3 separate regions of the Mus musculus genome follow, and all the other regions are linked to region 3. The links are chromatin contacts, called in public promoter capture Hi-C maps. All regions are on one chromosome and are shown on one strand. The core of a region is the stretch at or near the end of the contact, and the rest is flanking DNA. Distances in the headings are between cores, read along the strand shown.

Region 1 (2,700 bases), core at 60-2,559, about 25 Mb before region 3:
CTTAGTGAAGAGGTTTGGTGGTGATCTTGGTCCCTGGGTGGCAAAATGGCGGCAGGGAGGTTGGAGGAAGTTGGGACTTAGAGGGGCAGTCACCCGAGGAGCTGCAGGTGTCCATTCTCCTTGTCAGGGCCGGCCAGCAGCAGCAGGTCTGGCAGCTCCAGGGCAGGACTAGAGGCTGCCACCCCCATGGTGACCTTGTTGGCGACTTCTCCAAACCGGGTCACCTGGGGCCAAAGGTTAAGAGGATCGATAGATGGAGAACAGAACTCAACAGGAATCTGATTGGGTCTTGGGGATCTTGACAGAGTGAAAGGTCATGAACTAGGGGAGATGAACAGTAGGTTAGGGATTGGGAATGTGGCTCAGAATATAAGCACACATGCCTAGAATCCCCCGGTGCAGGGCTAGGGTGTGACTAAGGGGTAGAGCTCCTGCTGAATAACGAGTGAAGCCCAGAGTACCAGCCATATTACCTCTAAAAAGGAAAAAAAAAAAAAAAAAAAGGCTTGTGGGCCAAAGATTTTAGGATTAAAGGACAAGAACCATATGTGTACAGTCAAGGAAACTGAGACAAAGGCTTCTGAAGACACAAAAAGCCCAGCGGGCTCAGAGGTGATGTGGATCACTTGGAAAGAACGACAAATGATGGGGGAGATCCGTACATCAACGGGTCGGAGGTCCGGGGCTCCACACCTGCACGAAGTTGCTTTCAAAGATGGGAAAGTCGCGCAGCTGGTCGAACTCGCCGCTCAGGAGGTGGCGTTGGAGGCGCCCAGGGCGGCACGGGGCGTAGGCTGGAGCCAGGGGGCGGTCTGCAGGGGCGAAGCGCGAGCATCCATCCCAGGATGCCAGGTACATGAACTCTGACCGAGGGCGCATGCGGGGCAGCGGCCTCCGCATTGCTGGTCCCATACCTTCCCCGGCTCCCTCTCTAGGGCCAACCCCTCCAGGCAGAAGTCCTTTTGTCACCTTCCATCCCCTCAGAACTGGTCTCACCTGCTCCGCCCCGAGCGGCCTTAAGATCTCGACCGCCCTTCATCGCCACGCCCCGGCCCTGGGGAGGAACGCCGAGTGAAGCCTGGGACAGACAGATAAAGGGTGGGGCCTAGAGCTTGTGACTTTACAATAGGGTGCCCGGCGTTCCGTGACGTCAACGACGTCACTTCTCTCCCAGGTGGTGTCACCGGGAACGTGAGCCCTAGAGACCCGGATGGAGAAATGGCCGCCCTGACTGCGGGAGCAGGCGGACGGGCGCTAGTGCGCAGGCGCGGCGTGCGGCGCAGGCGCGTGAGCCTCAGGATGAACCCTGTGTTTCCTAGCGGGCTGTATGGCTCTCGGTTTTTCTCAACGCTCCCGTATGGTGGCCGCGGGTGCCGGGGTGACCCGGCTGCTAGTGCTCTTGCTGATGGTAGCCGCGGCTCCTAGCAGAGCCCGAGGCAGCGGCTGCCGGGTCGGGGCCTCCGCGCGTGGGGTGAGTGCTAGTGGCCGGGGCGGGGCGGCCTCCTGTGGGCGCTAGATGGACCCCATCATGAATATTCATGAGAGGATGTGGTTTGCTCGGAACCTGAGCTGCGTGGAGTAGTGGTAGCTAGCCTCTCATCTCCGTGCTTGGGAGGCTGAGGCTGGAGGATCAAGGAGTTTGAGGCTAGCTTGGATTGCTTGAGATTGTCTCAAAAATACAAAAATGGGGGTGTGATGGTGCACGCTTTCAATACCCCTATTCGGGAGGCAGAGACAGGTGAATTTCTGAGTTCGAGGCCAGCCTAGGACAAAGGGAGTTCTAGGCCAACCAGGGCTACACAGTGAGACCCTGACTCAATAAGTAATTAATAAAGATATGGCAAGGAAGCAGTGCTCTAGTGCTAGGGTTGGAATCATGTTTCTGAATATGCACGAAGAAGTCAGGTCCTTCAGGAGCCAGAGTGCTGTAGGATGCCTGGCTAGGAGAAGCTTGAAATTAAGACATCTAAGGCTTAGGCCTGGGTGTGGGGTGCAAGGTCACCTTGGGCTACCTAAGGTCCTGTTTCAAAAAAACCCCAAAAATAGGGTGCTGGAGAAATGAGGGCCAAGAGAACTGACTGCTTTTCTGGAGTACCTGGGTTTGCTTTCTGGCACCTACCTAGAGGCTCACGACTGTCTGCTAACTTCAGTTTTTGGGGATTGCACATTCTCTTCTGGCACACCAGGTACCAGGCATGCACACAGGGCACATAGGTACATGCAGCAGATATCCATACACAAAATTAAAAAAAGAAAAATTACAAAGAAATTAAGCTGATGGTGGTGGTGCTCATGTGTAACCCCAAGCGCTCAGCAGACGTAGGCAGGAGGATCATCTCCGGTCTGGATCAGGGAGTGATTTAGTGGGACTCTGCTTCAGAACCGTGGGAAAGAAAGTGTGGATCTAGGATGTGCCAGAGAGAAGTGGGCTTCTTGCCAATGTGAATGGTCAGAGTATTAGCATGTGCAAAGGAAGTGAACTCGTGAATGAAAACCTGAATGACCTGGGGTGGGGGGCAGAGCAAGGTGGTATTTACCTGTAGTAGCAGCACGAAGAGGTGGAGGCAGAAGAATTGTGAATCAGAGGTTAGCTCGGGCTGTGCACTGAGACTCTCAAAACCAAAAAAACCAACAAAAAGATAACGACCCGGGCATTGGACATGAGAATAACAAGCTTTTAGAGTTTTCTTTGGGCTATGG
Region 2 (2,890 bases), core at 244-2,743, about 25 Mb before region 3:
GTCTACAGAAGCAGTTCTAGGACAGCCATGGCTACACAAAGAAACCCTGCCTTGCAAAACAAACAAATCAACAAGAACAACAGTGGCCGGGCGGTGGTGGCGCACGCCTTTAATCCCAGCACTTGGGAGGCAGAGGCAGGCGGATTTCTGAGTCCGAGGCCAGCCTGGTCTACAAAGTGAGTTCCAGGACAGCCAGGACTATACAGAGAAACGCTGTCTCGAAAAAACCAAACCTAAACAAAACAAAACCAAAACAACAACAACAAAAAACAAAACAAAACAAAACCAAGAACAACAGCAACAAAAGTTAAGTAAAAGCAAGAATTTGTGCTTAATAAAGATTCCCAACTGTCCATAAGTGGGGAGTGCGGAGAAACAATCTCTGAATGTTTTCCATCTGAGATTCACACAAGTATTTCAATCTTTTGTGAAAAAGCTGGTATTATTACTTTTATGGGAGAGGGGTTGAGGCTACTTGTTTATTCACATTTAGCTGATGGCCAGGTCTCACTTCCTAGCTCAATTTGGCTTCCAACTAAAAGCAATCCTCTTGCCTTGCCTGGGTCTGTTTGCTTATTGCAGGCATGGGTCTGCACCCAATTTGCCTTTTTTATATTTACTTCTTCCTATTATGAAGCTGAATGCAAAAATAAATTCTTGTATAAAAAAGTTCCTGGGCTGGAGAGATGGCTCAGCAGTTAAGAGCACCAATTGCTTTTCTGAAGGTCCTGAGTTCAAATCCCAGCAACCACATTGTGGCTCACAACCATCCGTAATGAGATCTGATGCCCTCTTCTGGTGTGTCTAAAGACAGCTACAGTGTACTCACATATACATAAATAAATAAATCTTAAAAAAAAAAAAAAAAGTTCCCGAGGCGGGGACATCAAGAGAGTCCAAAGTGAACAAGATCCAGAATCAGGACATGTGAGGAGGAGGAGAAGGAGAAGGAGAGAGAGGCGAGCCAGGAGAGTAAAGGACCCAGTAACCAAATCGGCTGGATTATAAAGGGAAGGGCAGCCCAAGCCCTGAGCTGGAGAAGTTTAAGGTATGAAAAGCCTTTAAGCTTTTTAGGCTTAAAACCATCCTGTAACCATCTTGCCATCTCCAAATTTAAAATATTTAGAACCAACATACAGGGCTGGAAGAGGAGCTGCTACCGCAATAATGGGGAGGTAAAGGCAACAGGCTCAGAAGTTTAAGGCCACCCTTGAAATAAGAGATCCTGTCTCAAAATCAAGACAAAAATTTTTTTAAAAAGCAGCCATGCAGCACCGCTACAAAAGTAGAGAACTTTAAACTACTCAAAAAGGTTAAAACCTGCTTCGTTAGCCACCTGCGAAAAGAAACGAAAGAACTTTCCGGAACTTTTTTCTGAGTCCCAGAGGGGAACTACCAGAAGAAATAAACTTCCGGTGTGCCACTTCCGGCCGAGGCCTCACAGTCGGTGGCGCCCTGGCAGACCGGAAGTCTGTCACCTTTCCCGGTCCGCCTACTTCCGGAAGTGACGCGCAGCGGGGTTGCCGGAAGAAGTGGCGAAGTTACTTTTGCTTTTCGCTCAGCAAGCGCTGTTGCTTCGAGCTACTCCCAGGCTTCTGAAGTTACTTCCAAAGTGCTGTGGAGGCACAATCACCGGTGCGGACACAGAGGCAAGTGCGCCGGGCGGCCGGGCAGGTGGGACTGAGCCCGGTACGCGGATCGCCGTGGGTCCCGCTTAGCGCGCGCATCCTTCCCTCACTTTCCTCGCAGCTCTCGCCTCCCACGGCCGTTTCCAGGGCAACAGAGTCGGAGACCCCCTGCGACCCCCCTCCCGATCGCCGGTGCAGTCATGAGCCCCGCCTCCCCCTGGTGCACGGAGAGGGGCGGGGCCTGGAACAAGGTGGGCGTGACTCTACGGGGCGGGGCGTAGGGAAAGCCTATGGTTGGTGGGCGGGGGCGGGACACAGATGGGCAGAAGGCCTGCTGTAGATAGTCTGTGATTAAAGGCTTTTGATTCTTGGGGCGGGGCCTAGACCACTGTTGGGGGGGATTGGGAGGGGCAGAGGCATGGAGGGCGTGGCACAGTGAAGACCTATAATTGGCTTTGGGGGAATGAGAGGGGCGGAGCCTAGGAGGAACGGGGCGGAATTTGGGTTTCTGCTCCAGAGTGGGAAGGGGTGGGGCCAGGGACTTGATGGGATGGGTAGGGTCTGGGGTCTGTATTGGGGTGCGTTAAAGCCTTGAAGGAGCCTATGGTAGAAGGGTAATGGTTGCGCCCTGATGGGAGAGGCGGGGCAAAGTTAGGATCTCCCATGATAAGAGCACAGTTGGTGCTCACAGAAGAGGAATAGAGTTGTTGGGCTCTCTGAGGTCATGATTCGTAGAGAGGTGGAAGGAGCAGTGGGCCGGGTTGGGCATGTTAAAGTGTGTGATGTTTATTAGGAACTAGGGCTGGGAGTGGGGGCTCAATATAGAAGTTAAAAACACTGAGGTGTGGCACAGTCTTGTAATGGCAGCACTTGAGAGGCCGAGGCAGGAGTGCGGAAGATCCCAGGACAGCCTAGAGTAGTGTGTTCCAAGATTTTGGAGGTGGTTCAAGCTGTTCAGCCACATAGTTCGGGTAGCCTGAGCTGTATGAGATCATGTCTCAAGAGTCCGTGAGCACTGGAAGAAGAGACACCCCTATTATGCCCTGTAATTGGCTGGCTCCCCTATGTTCAGCAGGCTGCTTCGTGACCCACTATGTCTTCCCCCACAAGTTCTCTGGACACTCCCGTGCCTGGTGAGTGACGGGCTTTCCCTAGCCAGCCCCTTCCACAGTGTTGGAGAAGCTCACTGTCCTGTCTTCCTTTTCCTAGGGAATGGTTCTCCTCAGCCCAGTACCTCCGCCACGTCACCCACTATTAAGGAA
Region 3 (2,717 bases), core at 141-2,640:
GTTTTAGGTCATAGCAAGGCTCAAGAAAGAAAAAAAGAAAGAAAAGAAAAGAAAGAAGGAAGGGGGGGCAGGCAAGATGGCTCAGTGGGTAAAGGTACTTGCCAGCTTCGTGACCTCACTCAGTTCAGTCCTGAGGATCTACACAGTACAAGGATAAAATCAAGTCCCACGGGTTATCTTTTGCCCTTCACAGGAGCTTCACAGCACTCATCCATGTGTGTACAGACAGCACAAAGACATGTTTTAGAGGCCAGAGAGATGCCTTCTCAGTTAAGAGCACTGGCTGCTCTTCAAGAGGATCTGGATTCAATTCCAGGTCTAGGGGAGCCAATGACTTCTGGCCTCTGCAGGTCTACATGCATGTAGTGCACAGACATACAGGCATGCAAAACATCCACACAAAAAACAAAAGGATGTTCCATTGCTATAACCTCAGCACTTGGGAAGTGGAGATGGGAGGAACTGGATTTAAGGCCAACCCTAGCTACACATCAATTTCAAGGCTAGCCCAGGAAACATGTGACCCAATCGAAGACCCAAACTAAACAAACAAAAGCTATCACTGGCCATTGCCCAGCTGCCAGCCTCTCCCTTAACCACCCTGTCATGCCATTTTACCAACGGGCAAACCGAGGATTGCAGAGCATGGCAGGTTATTTTTCCAAAGCAACCCAAGCCTAAACTCACACCGTAGTCCCAGGGATCCTTTTAACTCCCAAGAGCCCCCAAGTCTTCGCTCTTACCCCTGCACAGGGCACCTCTTCTTCCTCCAGTGGGATAACAAACTTCCTCCTGGTGGGTGGTCCTGAGGGCTGTGGCCGACTTTCCTCGTCCTTCCCAGGGTCCATCTGGGGCCTGAAAGGCGTGGCGACATCGTCGTAGGCATTTCCATATTCCAGAGGGAAACTCTGGCTCACAGTGGTATCCCCACCCCATCCCACAAAAGGTTGCCCGGTTCGCTAGCGTTAGGTTCCAGAGGACCAACCAGTGGGCCCGCCCCTTTCCTCCTTCTCACTCCGGATTGGTCTACGGGTCTTATAGCCCCGCCTACCTGCTATTACTCCCGCACGACACTCGCTCAGAGGCAATTGGCCCCGCCCCCAGGGGCACACCTGGATGCTTTCGCCTCGCCCAGTCCCGGCCTAGTCTCAGCCTCCGCAATGATTGGCTTCTTCCGCTGCCAATCATCAATCCCCGGCCTCCATCCACCTCCACCCTGTCCCTCTCGGTCCTAGCTCTGCGTCTAAGCACTGCCAAAACTCACCTGGTCTTTCCCGATGCCTAGAAGGAAATACCACGGGGGGAAACAGAGGCGACACAACGCCAGCACAGCCAGCACAACTCCTGCTAGACTCACTTCCGGCCGCTCTGGCCCTTCGCTCGTCTCGCTGCTCCCCGGAGGAGTTAGAGCGGGGAACTCTATTCGCGCTGCTCTCTATGGTCCTGGAGGACCGCTGTGGTTTGGGGCGGATGGAAGCTTGTGCATCTTGGTACCTGGGAGACTTTGACTTCAAGTAGTTGTGTTCCAAGGCCCTCTTGAGCGCTTCCCAGACTCCAGATCCGGCTCAGTGATGATCAAAGGAGGTGGGGGAGGGAAAGGAGGAAAGGAGAGAGAGACAGAGACAAAGAGAGAGAGAGACAGAGAGAGAGAGAGAGAGAGAGAGAGGAGGGAGGTGAGATTTCAGAGGACGCCCTCCCTGTAAGCGTGGGTGGACTCAGCCCACAGACATTGACTCACTCATTCTAAGCCATTCCCCACTTGCATCCCAAGCAGGGACTGATACCGACAGCTGTGGCTTAAAGTCCAGTGGGACAGTCAGACAGGGACAACCCAGAGCGGGCAGGGTCGGGAAGGGAGAGCCCAGAGGACATTGAGCCCGTGTTAGGGGGCACCTGACCCAGCTGGGGTGTGAGGACGGGCTTCCTGAAGGAAGGGACACCTGTGTTCCGAGACCTGGGCCCCATGAATGACTTAGTATGACTCATTTCCTGGAAGGACAGTTTCACCCCGTTCCAACTTGTAGTTCTGTGATTGCTAAGGAAATAGTTTAATGGTCTTATATATTTTTTGTTCTTGCTCATTTCCTTTGCCTATTCCTTTTAACAAAGATTGGCTCATATCCTTTGCCCATTTTTTCGAAATGAGCAATTCAACGGTTTTTTAAATTAAAAAGGGGGAGGAAAAGGAGATGAGCATCTTTTGATTACCGCCCATTTGTTGGAGTGATGCTTAAGGGCTGATGCTGTTAGTCACTTCATTAGGCTGCAAATCTTTCCTTCGAGTTCATACTTTTAAAAATTCTCCATTTAAAATTTTGCATGCATTTACCAACGTATTCTCCATTTTCTTTTGGTCTTCGTGTATTGAGAGAGGGCACGCCCAAAGGTCATCATATGTAATCCCTCTATATCTTTTTTAATGTTTTCCTAGTTGTGAGGTGTGTGTGTGTGTGTGTGTGTGTGTGTGTGTGTACAAGCACATGCCTACGCTGTGAATTCTAGGCAGAGACACTACTATTGAGCCATGGCCCCAGGCCTTTGGAAGTGTGATACAAAACAGAACTATTAATAGTAGCCAGGCGAAATGGCTCACACATTTAATCCCAACACACGAGGCAGAGACAGGCGGATCTCGGTGAGTTCGAGGACAGCATGACCTACAGAGTGATTTCCAGGTCAGCCAGAGCTACAAAATAAGATCCTGACTCAAAACTAGT

The links. Promoter capture Hi-C pulls out the DNA fragments that hold promoters and counts their contacts.
Region 1: a contact with region 3 is called in a promoter capture Hi-C map of pre-B cells. The contact joins the promoter of Emc10 here to the promoter of Ercc1 in region 3. A contact is called at or near these places in 3 of 39 promoter capture datasets (cranial neural crest, frontonasal cranial neural crest and pre-B cells).
Region 2: a promoter capture Hi-C map of cranial neural crest shows a contact between it and region 3. The contact joins the promoter of Nr1h2 here to the promoter of Ercc1 in region 3. A contact is called at or near these places in 5 of 39 promoter capture datasets (cranial neural crest, frontonasal cranial neural crest, maxillary cranial neural crest and 2 more).

The regions. Positions count from the first base shown.
Region 1 is chr7:44,495,027-44,497,726 of GRCm38.p6, reverse strand. Emc10 (ER membrane protein complex subunit 10) reads left to right here and starts at 1,309. Exons shown (of 7, transcript NM_197991.3): 1 at 1,309-1,471. The coding sequence starts at 1,358. It overlaps Fam71e1 (family with sequence similarity 71, member E1), which reads right to left and starts at 1,132. Exons shown (of 5, transcript NM_028169.2): 1 at 997-1,132; 2 at 694-812; 3 at 94-224. The coding sequence starts at 1,039.
Region 2 is chr7:44,552,568-44,555,457 of GRCm38.p6, reverse strand. It overlaps Nr1h2 (nuclear receptor subfamily 1, group H, member 2), which reads left to right and starts at 1,493. Exons shown (of 10, transcript NM_001285517.1): 1 at 1,493-1,649; 2 at 1,750-1,879; 3 at 2,704-2,761; 4 at 2,838-2,890. The coding sequence starts at 2,722.
Region 3 is chr7:19,343,744-19,346,460 of GRCm38.p6, reverse strand. Ercc1 (excision repair cross-complementing rodent repair deficiency, complementation group 1) reads right to left here and starts at 1,390. Exons shown (of 10, transcript NM_007948.2): 1 at 1,265-1,390; 2 at 744-855. The coding sequence starts at 848.